3 separate regions of the Oryctolagus cuniculus genome follow, and all the other regions are linked to region 3. The links are chromatin contacts, called in public Hi-C and Micro-C maps. All regions are on one chromosome and are shown on one strand. The core of a region is the stretch at or near the end of the contact, and the rest is flanking DNA. Distances in the headings are between cores, read along the strand shown.

Region 1 (4,235 bases), core at 396-2,895, 370 kb before region 3:
CCTCCTCCTGCCCCTGATTCTGCTTCCTGTAGTACAGGACCTGGGGAGGCAGCAGGTGATAACGCAAGCACTTGGGTTCCTGCCATCCATGTAGGGGACCTGGATTGAGTTCCCAGCTTCCTGGCTATTGTGTGCATTTGGGATGTGACCCAACAGAGGGAGGATCTCTCTGTGGTCTTTCTCTGTCCCTCAAAAAAAAAAAAAAAAAAACTTATCCTACCCCTGAGAATTTATTCAAAGGAAGTGAAATCAGCGTATGAAAGAGATTCCTGCACGCCCTATTTATAGCAGCTTATTTCACAATAGCAAAGATATGGAATAAATATAGATGCCCATTGACTGATGACTAGGTAATGTGCCACAAATACACAGTGAAATATTACTCAGCCATAATACAGAATGAAATCCTAGCATTTGTAACAAAATGGATGGAACCGGAGATCACTGTGCTAAATGAAATTGGCCAGACACAGAAAGACGAACTTCATGTTTTCCCTTATTTGTGGAGTAGAAAAATCATGTAGATGTCACTGGGTATATAGTTATAAATATTGCTTCACTGAATTATACTACGTACGTGACAATATTTTTCTTTCCCAAGTTATGACAGTCAACAATTCCTCCCTTGCTGATATAAATGAAACATAGTATATATGTGCATATATCTTGTCTACATAGGAAGCGAATATGGCCAAACATTAAAACTGTTAGATTCTAAATTTAAAAATAGTTTATTTAAGTGCAAAATATAATTTTGAAATTCATGCAGTTTTCCAATACTCATTTTCCATGAACTGCTTAAATAACCCCGTATGCCTGGAGGTTATTTAACATTCTTACATTCTTACAAACATTCTAAAGCAAAGTACACATCTTTTAATGCCATTTCCACGAACTTTTTGAAGTCCCCTATGTTCCGTTGAAGGGGAGAACTCCCAGTACGAAGCCAAAGAATGTTCTGCCGTGTCTCCCGTGACCGCGTACCCCTCTCAGACTGCACGCTATGAAAACGGAGTGGACAAGAACACGAGGACCAGAGGGGTCGAGCAGGGAGAGAGGGCGGGCCTGCGGGGGGCCTCTTCCAGCCTCGAAGGCAGAAACCCCGCGCCAGCCCCAGCGGAAACCATGGCCCAGGACCCCAACCACCACACGCACCCGCGAGCTTGCGAAAGCGGCGGGACGAGGAGGGGACACCCTAGCACCAGGGTCCCGCCGGCCCGGGGGTCCCGAGGGAGAGGTTGGGCGGCGACCGCCAGGCGGCGCCGTGACTTCGGCCCGGGCCGGGGCGGCCGCGCCCAGGGCGCGCGGACCGCGAAGAACCCCTGCCCCAACACAGGACTGCACCAACTGCGGTGGCCCCAGAGCCCTCGCACGAGGCCCGAGGGACGGTCCTCGCGCCCGCCTTCGGACCTCACAGCCCCTGGCCTCCCGCGGGGAGAAGGGGCGGGGATGCGAAAGGAGCCGTGGGAAAGCCAGGCGCTCCCCAAAATGAGGGGTCTCCGTCCTTGAAAAAGCCGAGCTTGCGGGTGGCGGCTGGGAAGGAGGCACCTGGCCCTTCCTGCCCCGTCCCCGCCGGCCGCGCCCCGCGCCCAGCGCTCGGCCCTCCCCCAGCCCCGCTTCCTCTTCCCGCGAAAAAGCAGAAGTGCCCGACAGTCGGGAGGAAGCGGCCCCGGGAGCTCCCGGGGTTTCCAGCGCGCCCGCGAAGGGAGGTGCTGCGGCCCCTCGCAGCCGCCAGAGGGCGCGGTGGGGCAGTAAGCTGGCCGACGTCCAGTGCCTGGCCGGGAGTGCCAGGGGCTGATTTAACAGCGAGATGCGGTGGCCGCTGTGGTGGTGCGGCAGGTTAAGCCTCTCCCTGGAAGTCCACGTCTCATATCCGAGTGCCTGGTTTGATCCCAACCCGTCTGCTTCAGACCTAACTTCCTGGTAATGCAATCCTGGAAGGCAGTGGCCCACGGCTCAAGTTCTTGGGTTCCTGCTACCCATGGGAGACCCAGATGGAGTTCTCCACTCCTGGTTTCCACCTGGCCCAACCCTGGCTGTTGGTGGTATTTGGAAGTGAACCAGCAGATGGAGACTCTCTCTCTCTCTCTCTGCCTTTCAAATAAAATGAAAATAAATATAAAAACAAGTGTTAGCTATTATCATTAGCTTGGACAACAGTGACACAGGAAAGGAAGCGGGCAGTGCTTGCTACTGGATGGCCCATTTACCAGGGACAAAAGATGATGCAATGAGTGGAACAGGTTTATGCAAGAGGCTAGCAATCTCGGGAGGAATCTGCAGTCTCAGGGGCATTCTTGCTGCCTTGCTGGTTAGCAGGAGCATGTTTAAAGGATGAATGGGATTTGGAGGAATTCTGGAGTAGCTAATGGACTCAGCTGATTGGTAGGCGGGTGTCCAAGGTAGGCGTGCCACCGGTTGGACATCGGCCCCTTTGATCCAAGACTTCACTGTTTACAGCAGGTAGTCACTGTTCCGGTTAGGTCTCATTTTTCTAGATGTTTCCCTGTAGTCAGTCCCTGGAATTCTCAACTAAGCATGATTTGTCTGTTAAAACATATTACTAATTAGTCATAAGATAAGCAATTACACCCCCCCCCTTTTTTTTTAGCTTTTACTTATTTGAGAGGTAGATGTACAGACAGAGAGAGGAGAGACAGAGGTTTCACAGCCACTGGTTCACTTCTCAAATGGCCCCAACGGCCGGAGCTGAGCCCATCCCGGCCAGAAACCAGGAGCTTCCGCCAGGTCTCCCACACAGATGCAGGGGCCCAAACACTTGGGCCATCTTCTACTGCTTTCCCAAGCCATAGCAGAGAGCTGGATGGGAAGATTAGCAGCCGGGACACGAACAAGTGCCCTTGTAGGATGCTGGCACTGCAGGCAAAGGTTTAGCCTATACAGCACAGTGCCAGCCCCCAGCAATTCACTTTTGTTAATCAAGATGTGAAAGGGGGAGGAACATGTATTCTCTTCATTTCAATAAGTTGCAGGAAAGTGCAAGTTAGCTTTTTTTTTTTTAATCAAAATGCTCTTTGCAAGATTATCTGTATAGCTCCACACTGGAGCAACCGCAACAAATTTCCATCAATAGAGAAGTGATTAATCAGATATTGACACAACCATATTTTAGAATACAATGTCATTTTAAAAGACTGTGCTAATGGGAGACATCTTGAGAGCCATATTAGCAAGTCAGACCGAATGTCCAAAAATGGTGAGTCCTGTGGAATGCTGGGGTGTGTGGGAGGACTTGCCTCTAGGGAACTCATTCTCCCATAGGAGAGATCATCTGAACAGCCAGTCAATGTCAATCAAAGCTGTAAAGTAGCACATTCTTCTGACATGGGTAGGCAGGCTGTCAGTGAGGGACGATGAGCAGAGGACGGCCACTGCCCAAGCCATGTACACCGCCCAAGCCCATCACTTCTGTTCCGACTCATCCTGCCTGCAGACTTGGCACGCACGCTACTCATCACACCGGAGCCTTATTTTCCAGTGACACCTGCCTGGGGATCAGCGCGTGCACTGCAGCCCTACCCCAAACTCTCTGCCTGTGAGCCTTTTCAGCCTCTGCCCCGAACCACCCCTGACCCCACAAGGATGACCCCTGGCCTGAGTGTGGACCATCCCTTTGCCTTTCAATAAGTCCTGCTTTCCCGCTCACTTTTATCTATATCTTCCCGTTGTATTCTTACATGTGGAAGACAGGAATCTGGACTAAGTCTAGCCTGGGGGTCTCTGTGATCCCAGCCAGGGCTCTGACCCCACAACAAAATTCAGGGGTCCCGATCCCCACAACCCATTGGCCAGCAATTCTTCATCTAGCTGTCTGCCCTACAGATGGGCTTGCAATCTGCACATCATGAACAGGGTGTGTGGCAGCATTGTCACAGATGAAAACAACCTACGCATCCACCAACAGAGGACCCATTAAATAAATAGTGATGCATCTGGGAAAGGTCGTGAAGTCACGAAAATTAATGAAGCCACTTTTTATATGCTGATATGAAAAATCTCCAAGATGTATTAAGTTAAAAACACAGTGGGGGCCAGCATTGTGGCGTAGAGGGTAAAGCCACCGCCCTGCCATGCCAGCATCCCACTTGGGTGACAGTTCATGTCCCAGTTGGGCCCCTACCAGCTACGTGGGAGAGCAGAAGAAGCTCCTGGCTCCTGGCTTTGGCCTGGCCCAGCACTGCCCATTGTGGCCATCTGGGGAGTGCACCAGAGGT
Region 2 (4,432 bases), core at 955-3,454, 350 kb after region 3:
GTGCTGGCGCCGCAGGCGGAGGATTAGCCTAGTGAGCCACGGCGCCGGCCCCTATTGTTTTAATACTTAATTTATAAATTAACTTAAAAACTCAATATCTGGATATTTCCATCGCTCACCCCCTTATTTCATAAAGTTTTTTTTTTTTAAAGATTTATTTATTTATTTGAAAGGCAGAATTACACAGAGAGAGGAGAGGCAGAGAAAGAGAGAGAAAGAGAGGTCTTCTATCCGCTGGTTCACTCCCCAAATTCCTGCAGTGGCTGGAGCTGCACCAATCCAAAGCCAGGAGCCAGGAGCTTCTTCCAGGTCTCCCACATGGGTGCAGGGTTCCCAAGGATTTGGGCCATCCTCCACTGCTTTTCCAGGCCACAGCAAAGAGCTGGATCGGAAGTGGAGCAGCCAGGACTCAAACCGGCACTCATATAGGATGCCAGCACTGCAGGTGGCAGCTTTACCAGATACCCCACAGCACTGGCCCCTTCTGTTCAATAGGCCACCTATCAGCATGGCCTTCCTAAACTACTATATATTAAGTTATACAGAGAGAAGAAAGGCAGAGAGGAGAGAGAGAGAGACAGGTCTTCCATCCACTGGTTCACTCCCCAGATGGCCACAATGGCCGGAGCAGTACAGATCTGAAGCCAGGAGCCAGGAGCTTCTTCCAGGTCTCCCACGTGGGTGCAGGAGCCCAAGGACTTGGGCCATCTTCTACTGCTTTCCCAGGCCATAGCAGAGAGCTAGATTGGAAGTGGAGCAGCCGGGTGTCAAACTGGCACCCTTATGGGATGCTGGTGATTCAGGCCAGGGTGTTAACTCACTGCGCCACAGCGCTGGCCCCAGGAATGGAGTTTTATGGATGATTATACATGTAAAAATGCATCAAACTGTGCACTTAAGATTTGATTTGTTACTTTGTATTATAGATCAATTAATTTTTATCCAGAGAAAAGAATCCAGGAGAAAACAATTCCTATAAATTAAAACTGAAATGGAAAAAGTCAAATTTAACAATGTTGTGGGCTGGCGCCATGGCTCAACAGGCTAATCCTCCACCTGCAGTGTGCCGACACCCTGGGTTCTAGTCCCCATCAGGGCGCTGGATTCTGTCCCGGTTGCTCCTCTTCCAGGCCAGCTCTCTGCTATGGCCCGGGAGTGCAGTGGAGGATGGCCCAAGTGCTTGGGCCCTGCACCCCATGGGAGACCAGGAGAAGCACCTGGCTCCTGGCTTTGGATCAGCGCGGTGCGCTGGCTGCGGCAGCCGTTGGAGGGGTGAACCAACGGCAAAGGAAGACCTCTCTCTCTCTCTCTCTCTCTCACTGTCCACTCTGCCTGTCAAAACTAAACAACAACAACAAAAAAAAACTAATTAGAAACATCAATTTCCATTTTTTCTATCCTCTTGATCAATTTGAATATCACAATAACAATAGCTTATAAATTTGAAAGAATTTGCTCAAAAATCACTTGGCACCACGTCTTTATATCTTTTCCAACTTTTCCAGTGTCTCCTATTGTCACTGTTATGTTTACATGTCTTGCTTCATGTCCAATTAATTTCAGTTCTTCGTTCCTAGAATATTGTTTATCTAGTTTTTAAAACATGTTTTTTTAAAATTATTCTCTGTATTACCTTAATTCGATTATCTTTTCTTCATTAAATTTCCCAAAGGTATTTTCATCGTTTGCTTGGTCCGTCTTGGCCACTCAGTCTTCACTTAGCAGTTGGGTCCTTTTGTCTCAGAAAGTTTGAGACGTGCACCTGCTTTCCTTGAACTTTCATTCTAGGTAGGCAAATGAGTATCGGGCAGGAAAGTGAAGCGCCTCCGGCCCCTTAAAAAAAAAAAAGGCTTAATTTAGAAGCACTAAGGCGGGGTGGGGGCGGAGTTTAAAAGTGAATTTTATTATTTTTGAGGGTCTTTTAAAAAGATCTTTAATTTCTGATGCACTTTCAGGCAACAGTATCTGCCGGGCGAGGCTTGCTCTAGGAAATTCACCAGTCGTGCCTGCTCACCTGTTTACCTTGATTTTATCAAACTAAGTTCCTACTTCTGAAGATTTTATTTACTCTTCCGGCTTCAAATTTTATCATCGGTCCGAGCGCTGGGTCCTCAGGACCGGCCCGGGAAGACAAAGCACGGGGTTTAGCCTGAGAGCGCCCTGGGATCCCGGTGTGAGCCCTGCCCTTCCCGATCCCTCTCTCGCGAGATGTGGAAACCGGAAGTGAATTCTATTGCAGGAGTCAAAACGCGGCAGCTGCCCGGTTCATGTTGGCGGGAGCCGAGCGGGCAGTGTGTGCGTCCTCGCAGTCGGGCCTGGGCGCCGCGGACGGCGCTCCCCGCTTCGGGCAGGCAGGATGCGGGTGGCTGTGGCCGGCTGCTGCCATGGCGAGCTGGACAAGATCTACGAGACGCTGGCGCTGGCGGAGCGGCGTGGCCCGGGGCCCATCGACCTCCTCCTGTGCTGCGGCGACTTCCAGGCGGTGCGCAACGAGGCCGACCTGCGCTGCATGGCCGTGCCGCCCAAGTACCGTCACATGCAGACCTTCTACAGGTGAGGGGCGCGGCCCGGCGGTGCAGGGTGTGACCAGCCGGGGGCGGGCGGCTGGCGGAGAGCTGGCACTGGGTTCGAATCCCCTGTCTCCCTGGGTCCCCGTCTTTGTTCACTCGGTGTTTCTAGGACGTGGCGCTGAGATGTCACCCTCCTTCTTTCCATACACCTGTCTTACCTGTTTCCCAAGGGGTCGCGGCTGAGGGCAGCCTTGGAGGAGGACACACTTGTGCCCTGTACTCCAGAGGACCGTGGGATAATCCAGGAGTTGTTACGGGACGCATGCTGTGTACCAGTCCTAGCTGTGGAAACTCAGGTTGTGGCAATGAACTTGACAAAGCTCTAAACCCACAGCGGCAGCTCCCCGCTCCTAAGGACACAAATGAATGGATACCGGGCAATAAGTTTAGAACGAGCTTTTAAGCTCCTCCTCATTTTTTTTTTTTTTTTTTTTTAAGTCCGCTCAGCTTTTTCTTCTGGACCTGTCTTTGCTTTTCTGCAACGCCTACCTGTGGTAACAGAAAACCTTGCCTCTATGTTCTAGGTATTACTCTGGAGAGAAAAAGGCCCCAGTTCTCACAATCTTCATTGGGGGAAACCATGAAGCCTCAAATCATCTGCAGGAGTTACCCTATGGAGGCTGGGTGGCACCAAACATTTACTACTTAGGTAAGTGTTCCTGGGCTGTTTTTTGTTTTTATGAAATGATGAAAGTGCCTTCAGGATTTGGGAATGTTGTTAATCATGGACACTGAATTAAAGTAGTTAATTATTAAATGCTTAATTGTGAAAATAGGTCTGTGTTTCATCTAGTGTTTTAAACAGTAATTAATATAACTTCAAAGACATTACACACTATTTTTTATTTTTGTAATGAATTTTTAAAAAACCCTTAGATTTTTATAAAGGAAATTCACTGTTAAGCCTACACTGGATGATGGTATACTGAATCTACATGTCAGGCAACTTCAGTTACTGTTAGATTCTGCATACTTATTTTCAGCCTACACCCCCTTAGATTTTTGGTGGCAGATGACTGGAGTAGTCTGAAGCAAATCCTAGCCGTGAGCTTATTTCACCTGTAAAATATCTTGAAGTGATAAAGATGTTTAAAATTACAACTGTAGTACTATAATAAGGAAAATAGCAGGTAATTCCTTTTACCTACTGTCTTCTTCATGTTCAAATTACTTTGTTACAAAGATGCCTGCATTTGCAATTGATGGGTCACACAGGATCCAGACAAGGTCCACACATTTCATCTGATTGTCAGCACTCTGAAATATCTTGGGCTGTTTCACAACATTTGTTTGCTGAAGAAAATGGGAAATTCGTCCTGTGTAATTTCCTGCATTTTGAATTTAGCCGATTGGACTCCTGTTGTTTAAAATGTGCTTTTACCCTTTGCATTTCCTACAATCTGCGTTTGGATTTACAGACCTGATTAGACTTCCATTTCAATTCAGTTCCTTCAAGCTACTCAGTCCTTTCATCTTTTTTATTTAAATGTTTATATTTTCTAGAACCATTTATAGATTTTTTCCAATATGAAATAACTTTTGAAATCTGGTTCCTCTGTTTCACTACTGATTCATTACTGTCTGACAAGTGTAGGGTTGTGAAAAGATGAAATCGTCACAGGATAATGAGAAAAGAATTGTAGAAAATACAAGTTCGGTATGCCTTATATCTGTTGCCATTCAGATTTCTTGTGTGTAAATCCATTTCAGGACATTTCCCTCATCTCTCCCCCTCCCATTGCTTCAGCTCCATATTCAGTTAGATGCCAAATTATGTCTGTTTCCCTTTCAATGTTTGATTTCATTTGTTCCTTCCAGTATCTACCTGGGCTCTCGGCTGATCTGCATTCAGGCCTCCTCTT
Region 3 (4,512 bases), core at 132-2,631:
ATGTTCAACTGTCTAAAAACCCTAACGACCTTACCGTAGGGGCCGCCGATCCAGCCCAGCTGCGCCTGGTGCAGATGTCCAACCAAACTTGAGTTTGAAATTAAACTCTTGCGTTTGCATGAGTGTCGGCTCCTGGTGGTCTTCACTGGTGGGAATCGGTACAACACTTGCACATCGGAATCACCTGGGGAGCTTTACAAACTCTGGATGCCTGGGTCCCCACCTGGAGATCCTGGTGTGATTGTCTGGCGGCCCCTGCATCCGGAGTTTCCCAAGCTCCCCAGGTGATTTTCTTTTTTAAAAGTCTGGCAAGGGGGCCGACGCCACGGCTCACTAGGCTAATCCTCCGCCTTGCAGCGCCAGCACAGCGGGTTCTAGTCCAGGTCGGGGCGCCGGATTCTGTCCCGGTTGCCCCTCTTCCAGGCCAGCTCTCTGCTGTGGCCAGGGAGTGCAGTGGAGGATGGCCCAAGTGCTTGGGCCCTGCACCCCATGGGAGACCAGGATAAGTACCTGGCTCCTGCCATTGGATCAGCGCGGTGCGCCGGCCACGGCGGCCATTGGAGGGTGAACCAACGGCAAAGGAAGACCTTTCTCTCTGTCTCACTGTCCACTCTGCCTGTAAAAAAAAAAAAAAAAAAAAAAAAAAAGTCTGGCAAGGAAGTCGATTGGTCACCGTGAATAAACACCATGAACAGAAGAACTCAAGACATCTCCAAATTTTGGCCCTGGGATTCCAAGGAGAATGACAGGGAGAAGGGGCAAGCCGGAACTAGTGTTTCTAGCTGGAGACCTTTCTGATGGTTCAAACACAAGCCTGAGGCTTCAGAAAGTTTACTGCAGCGCAGGAATAGCTTCCATTAAAAAAAGAGGGGGGGGCGAAATCACACAAAAATCCCGCCACAAAGCCACGAGACACCTGGGATCCCACGGCCACACTGACTGGAAAACCAAGTGTGAGCCCTGATTGCCAGATGCTACGCAGCCCAAGACCCAGTCTCTACAGGGCCCTGGAAAACCACCGTTGTCCCTCAGCGTCCACATCTCTGCATTTTACGGAGCCCGATGTAGGGCCAGACACTTCGTGGCCACCGGGAAAACGCCCAAAGGGAGGGTGAAACGCCAGCCGCTCCGAGGCTCCCCCAGGTCCGGAGCTTCGACACGCCGGCTGCTCCCCCAGCAGGAGCTCGCGGTCCTGGCGAGGGTCCTGCGCAGTGGCCAGGTGCTCCGAGCCTCATTTTCACCTGCGGCCACATATTTGCATATCTGAAATCTCCTGGGGAACCGAGGCCCTCCGTAAGCGAGAGCCCCAGCCAGCGAGAGGCCGTAGAGCGCGACTGAAACGTCAGCGGGCCTATGACAGCCCGCGGTGGTGGTAAGCCCCGCCCCCAGCAGCCGGAGCCAACCAGGGGGCGCGCGGCGGACCCAGCCTCCTCGAGAGGCCGGAGATAATCGCTCAGAAAGTTCCGAGGCAGAGCAGAGGTTTGACCTCGACCCGCTCGGGCTCGATTGGCCAACCTCCACTGGCGTCGGTAACGGTCGCGGAGGCGGGGCCGGAGGCGGTGGAGCGGAGCCAGGCAGGGCCGGGCCGGGCCGGGCCGGGCGGCCGAGGAAGGTGAGTGGCGCTCGGGACTCGGCCTGTGGGCGCCGAGCGTTGCCGGGCGCCCCGGGTGGAGCGGGCTGGGACCGGCTCCAGCAGGCTGTGTGAGGGTTTGGGGATTGGTTAAACCTGCTTCGAGCCCCGGCCCCCCAGCCTTTGTGGTCTTCGGCGTCTCCGTTTGCTCCTGTGTGCAGTCTGCTGCCTTCCAGGGCGGCTGTGGGGGCTAGACGAGGCAGGCAGTGCGGAGCTCAGACTCGGACCCGGCTAGATCAGACTAGACCCTGGCCGAGTCGGCGAAGGGCGGACGGGCGCTGACCGCCGCGGCCCTCGGCGTCCCGGAGTGGGGCAGGTGTCGGCGGAGGGTGCCGGGGACACACGGAGGCGCGTAGCCCGCCTTCTCCGGTTGTCGGGCGCATTCTGGATCCGGGGTGCGCAGGGGATTCTGACTTCACGTGGAGCCTCATGTGATTCTTAAAGGGTGAAAAATCCCCCGAGCTGAGGCACTTGTAACAGTAACGCTTGTAACAGACCAGTCAGCAAGGGTTTCTCATCATAATGTTTGACGCCGTGCAGCCACTGCCCGTGTTGGTCTCAGCCCTCTGCGTGCATTTGTTTTTGTTTTTACTTTGAGTATTGCCAAGCAGAGCAGGCCGCCTCCGCTCCGCTTTTTGGGTACGAGGCGGCTGATTTGGAGTTTCACTGACGGGGTTGCTTCAGAGCGGGGGAGGAGGGTGTTCTGGCCCTCCTTGTAACCTCGCCGGCACAGGATGGTTTGGTTGAGGTGACGTCCGGGCCCAATGGTGGTGGATTCAGTTCGTCCTTTGGAACGTTGGCCTATCTTCGGACTAGTTTGCATTTCATGGAGAACACAGACTTGGAAAGCCGTGCGTGTTCATTTGTTGGAGTGATTTGGAATACGTCCTTCGGAGAAAGTTTATAGATTTTCGGTATGACTCACTTGAGAAAGAAATTACTGGCCATGATCTGTTATTTCCAGCTCTCTTCCCCCCGCCCCCCAAATGGCGAGAAAAATAAGTTTTTTAAGGTTTGATGCATGTTAGGCTATATTATAAGGGACCATTTGACCCAAAAGATTGTTGGGAAACCTGGACAGTGCTGGAAGATACAACTGTGTTTTTGCTTTTCTGTGTTTGGCTATTTTTTTAATGGTTTTTTTTTAATTTATTTTCACTTTATTTATTTGAAAGGCAGAGAAACAGTTTTCATCAGCCGGTTCACTCCCAAATATTCGCAACACTTGGGGCTGGGAGTCAGGTACTCAGTTCAGGTGTTCTGCTTGCGTACCAGGGACCTGATACTTGAGCTAGAACCTGCTGCCTCCCAGTGTGTGTGTGCTAGCAAGAAGCTGGCATAGGTAGGAAAGCCAGCACGTGAACCTGGGCACTCTGCTGTGGGATGCAGGTATGGTAACTGCTGAGCCAAATGCCTGTCCCCTGCTTGTCTGTATGCCAAGTGCAAACCAACTCTCAGCCCCCAAACCTTACTCCTACAGCCTGCCTTTAGTTGTGTTGTGACACTGAGTAGAGCTACAGCCTCGCTTCTGCCCCAGGGAGAGTTTAGTCTCTTCTGTGACTTTCAGCGTTCTGGACTTTTCTCCTCTAACAGCCTGCAGTGGGGAAAAGGCTGCTGCAAACTATCACCACGTTTATTTCACAGACTGGTGTAGGCTGATCCTGCAAGGCCCGCACTGGTGACGGTGCTCTTGACAAGACGCACTCAAGACCAGTTTCTGTGAACATGTCTATTAACGATGAAGCATAAGCTTTTAAAGGGCAGGCAGAGGGGGCGTAGCTAATTCAGGGCAACACTATAGGATAGATCTGATATTGGCGCCACTATGCTTCTCCAATCAGCTTGAAGGTCACATAGCCTAGTAGCCTACCAGGTGGTCCTTATGGGTCTGGGGCACACCCAGGAGTTGTTTACCTATTTGACCCTTTACAAGGTCCTTCACCTGGGAGCAGGGGTCAGGGAAATGTGCCCGGGAGGCATGGTGTGCCATGCCCTCCTAACCTCCTGCTTGGGGTAGGCAGGCAGTCTTCCAGCCAGGCACAGGATCACCCACAAGGGAGAAGAGGAGGGAGGAGGCTTATGATGGTGAGCCAGGAAGGCCATCAGCGCTTACTGTGGCTGTTGGAGTTTCAGCTTAGGGCTTTCCGGCACCATGGACGCTGCGCTGGGAGTAACACAAGACCTTTCTCACTAAGAGGTTGAACTTTCCAAGAGGTTGATCCGTTAATCTTTTTGAACCCTAGATGAAGATCTAGTTTCGCACATGAGACTCACTGGCCGATCGTTTCATTAAGATCATCTTGGATGAGCAGGTGTGACGTGCAGGAGGAAAGAGCTATGGCTGAGGTATGTCTGCCGCAACCGGTGATTCTAGATGTTAGGAGGCCGTGGGAAACATGGACCTGATGTGTACTAAATACTATACTAAACACATTGGGTATACTTCCTTTTGACTCCTGATAATCCTATCAGGTACATATTTTAAACTCAGGCCAAGTAACTGCTTAGATGATTAGCTGTCCTGGACTCTCCTAACCCCTGTCCTGCCTCGTGCCAGGCAGTGCTCTGTTTATTAATTCCTAATCCTCACAAAACCATGTGAACTAATTACTGTATTATCCTGATTTTATGATGTGGTAATTGATGCAGAGATTATTATACTCTTGGCTATGTGGCAGAATGCATAAGTCAAACTCATGCAGTCTGGCTGCAGAGTTGTACCAGCTTTCTTTTGGTTAATATTATCTTTTTTGTTATTCAACAAAATCCTTTCAGTGTAAAATGAATTTTTATTAAAAAGTCACATGGCAAATGTATAGCATAATGAATTATGAGATGATATCACCCAGATATGCCGGAGCCCTTCCATTGCCCTATCTCAT

Evidence for each region. Hi-C and Micro-C count contacts between places; a contact is called where the count stands out from the background.
Region 1: a contact with region 3 is called in a Micro-C map of ear pinna, with 11 times the contacts expected there. The contact joins the enhancer-like site here to the promoter of CEP70 in region 3. A contact is called at or near these places in 2 of 6 Hi-C or Micro-C datasets (ear pinna and an unstated tissue).
Region 2: a contact with region 3 is called in a Hi-C map of an unstated tissue, with 3 times the contacts expected there. The contact joins the promoter of ARMC8 here to the promoter of CEP70 in region 3. A contact is called at or near these places in 2 of 6 Hi-C or Micro-C datasets (ear pinna and an unstated tissue).

Annotation. Positions count from the first base shown.
Region 1 is chr4:142,820,211-142,824,445 of mOryCun1.1, forward strand. No RefSeq gene overlaps it. Among named protein-coding and RNA genes, the nearest start is that of FOXL2, 30 kb to the left of the region's middle. Within about 2 kb of position 1,646, at least 6 of the 8 cell types and tissues checked have an H3K27ac peak or open chromatin away from gene starts, as enhancers often do. A contact at or near this core is called in ear pinna, where this site is marked.
Region 2 is chr4:143,536,607-143,541,038 of mOryCun1.1, forward strand. ARMC8 (armadillo repeat containing 8) reads right to left here and starts at 2,205. Exons shown (of 23, transcript XM_070072756.1): 1 at 2,015-2,205; 2 at 1,634-1,833. It overlaps DBR1 (debranching RNA lariats 1), which reads left to right and starts at 2,215. Exons shown (of 8, transcript XM_008266223.4): 1 at 2,215-2,553; 2 at 3,095-3,219. The coding sequence starts at 2,357.
Region 3 is chr4:143,186,524-143,191,035 of mOryCun1.1, forward strand. It overlaps CEP70 (centrosomal protein 70), which reads left to right and starts at 1,382. Exons shown (of 18, transcript XR_011388194.1): 1 at 1,382-1,612; 2 at 3,874-3,976.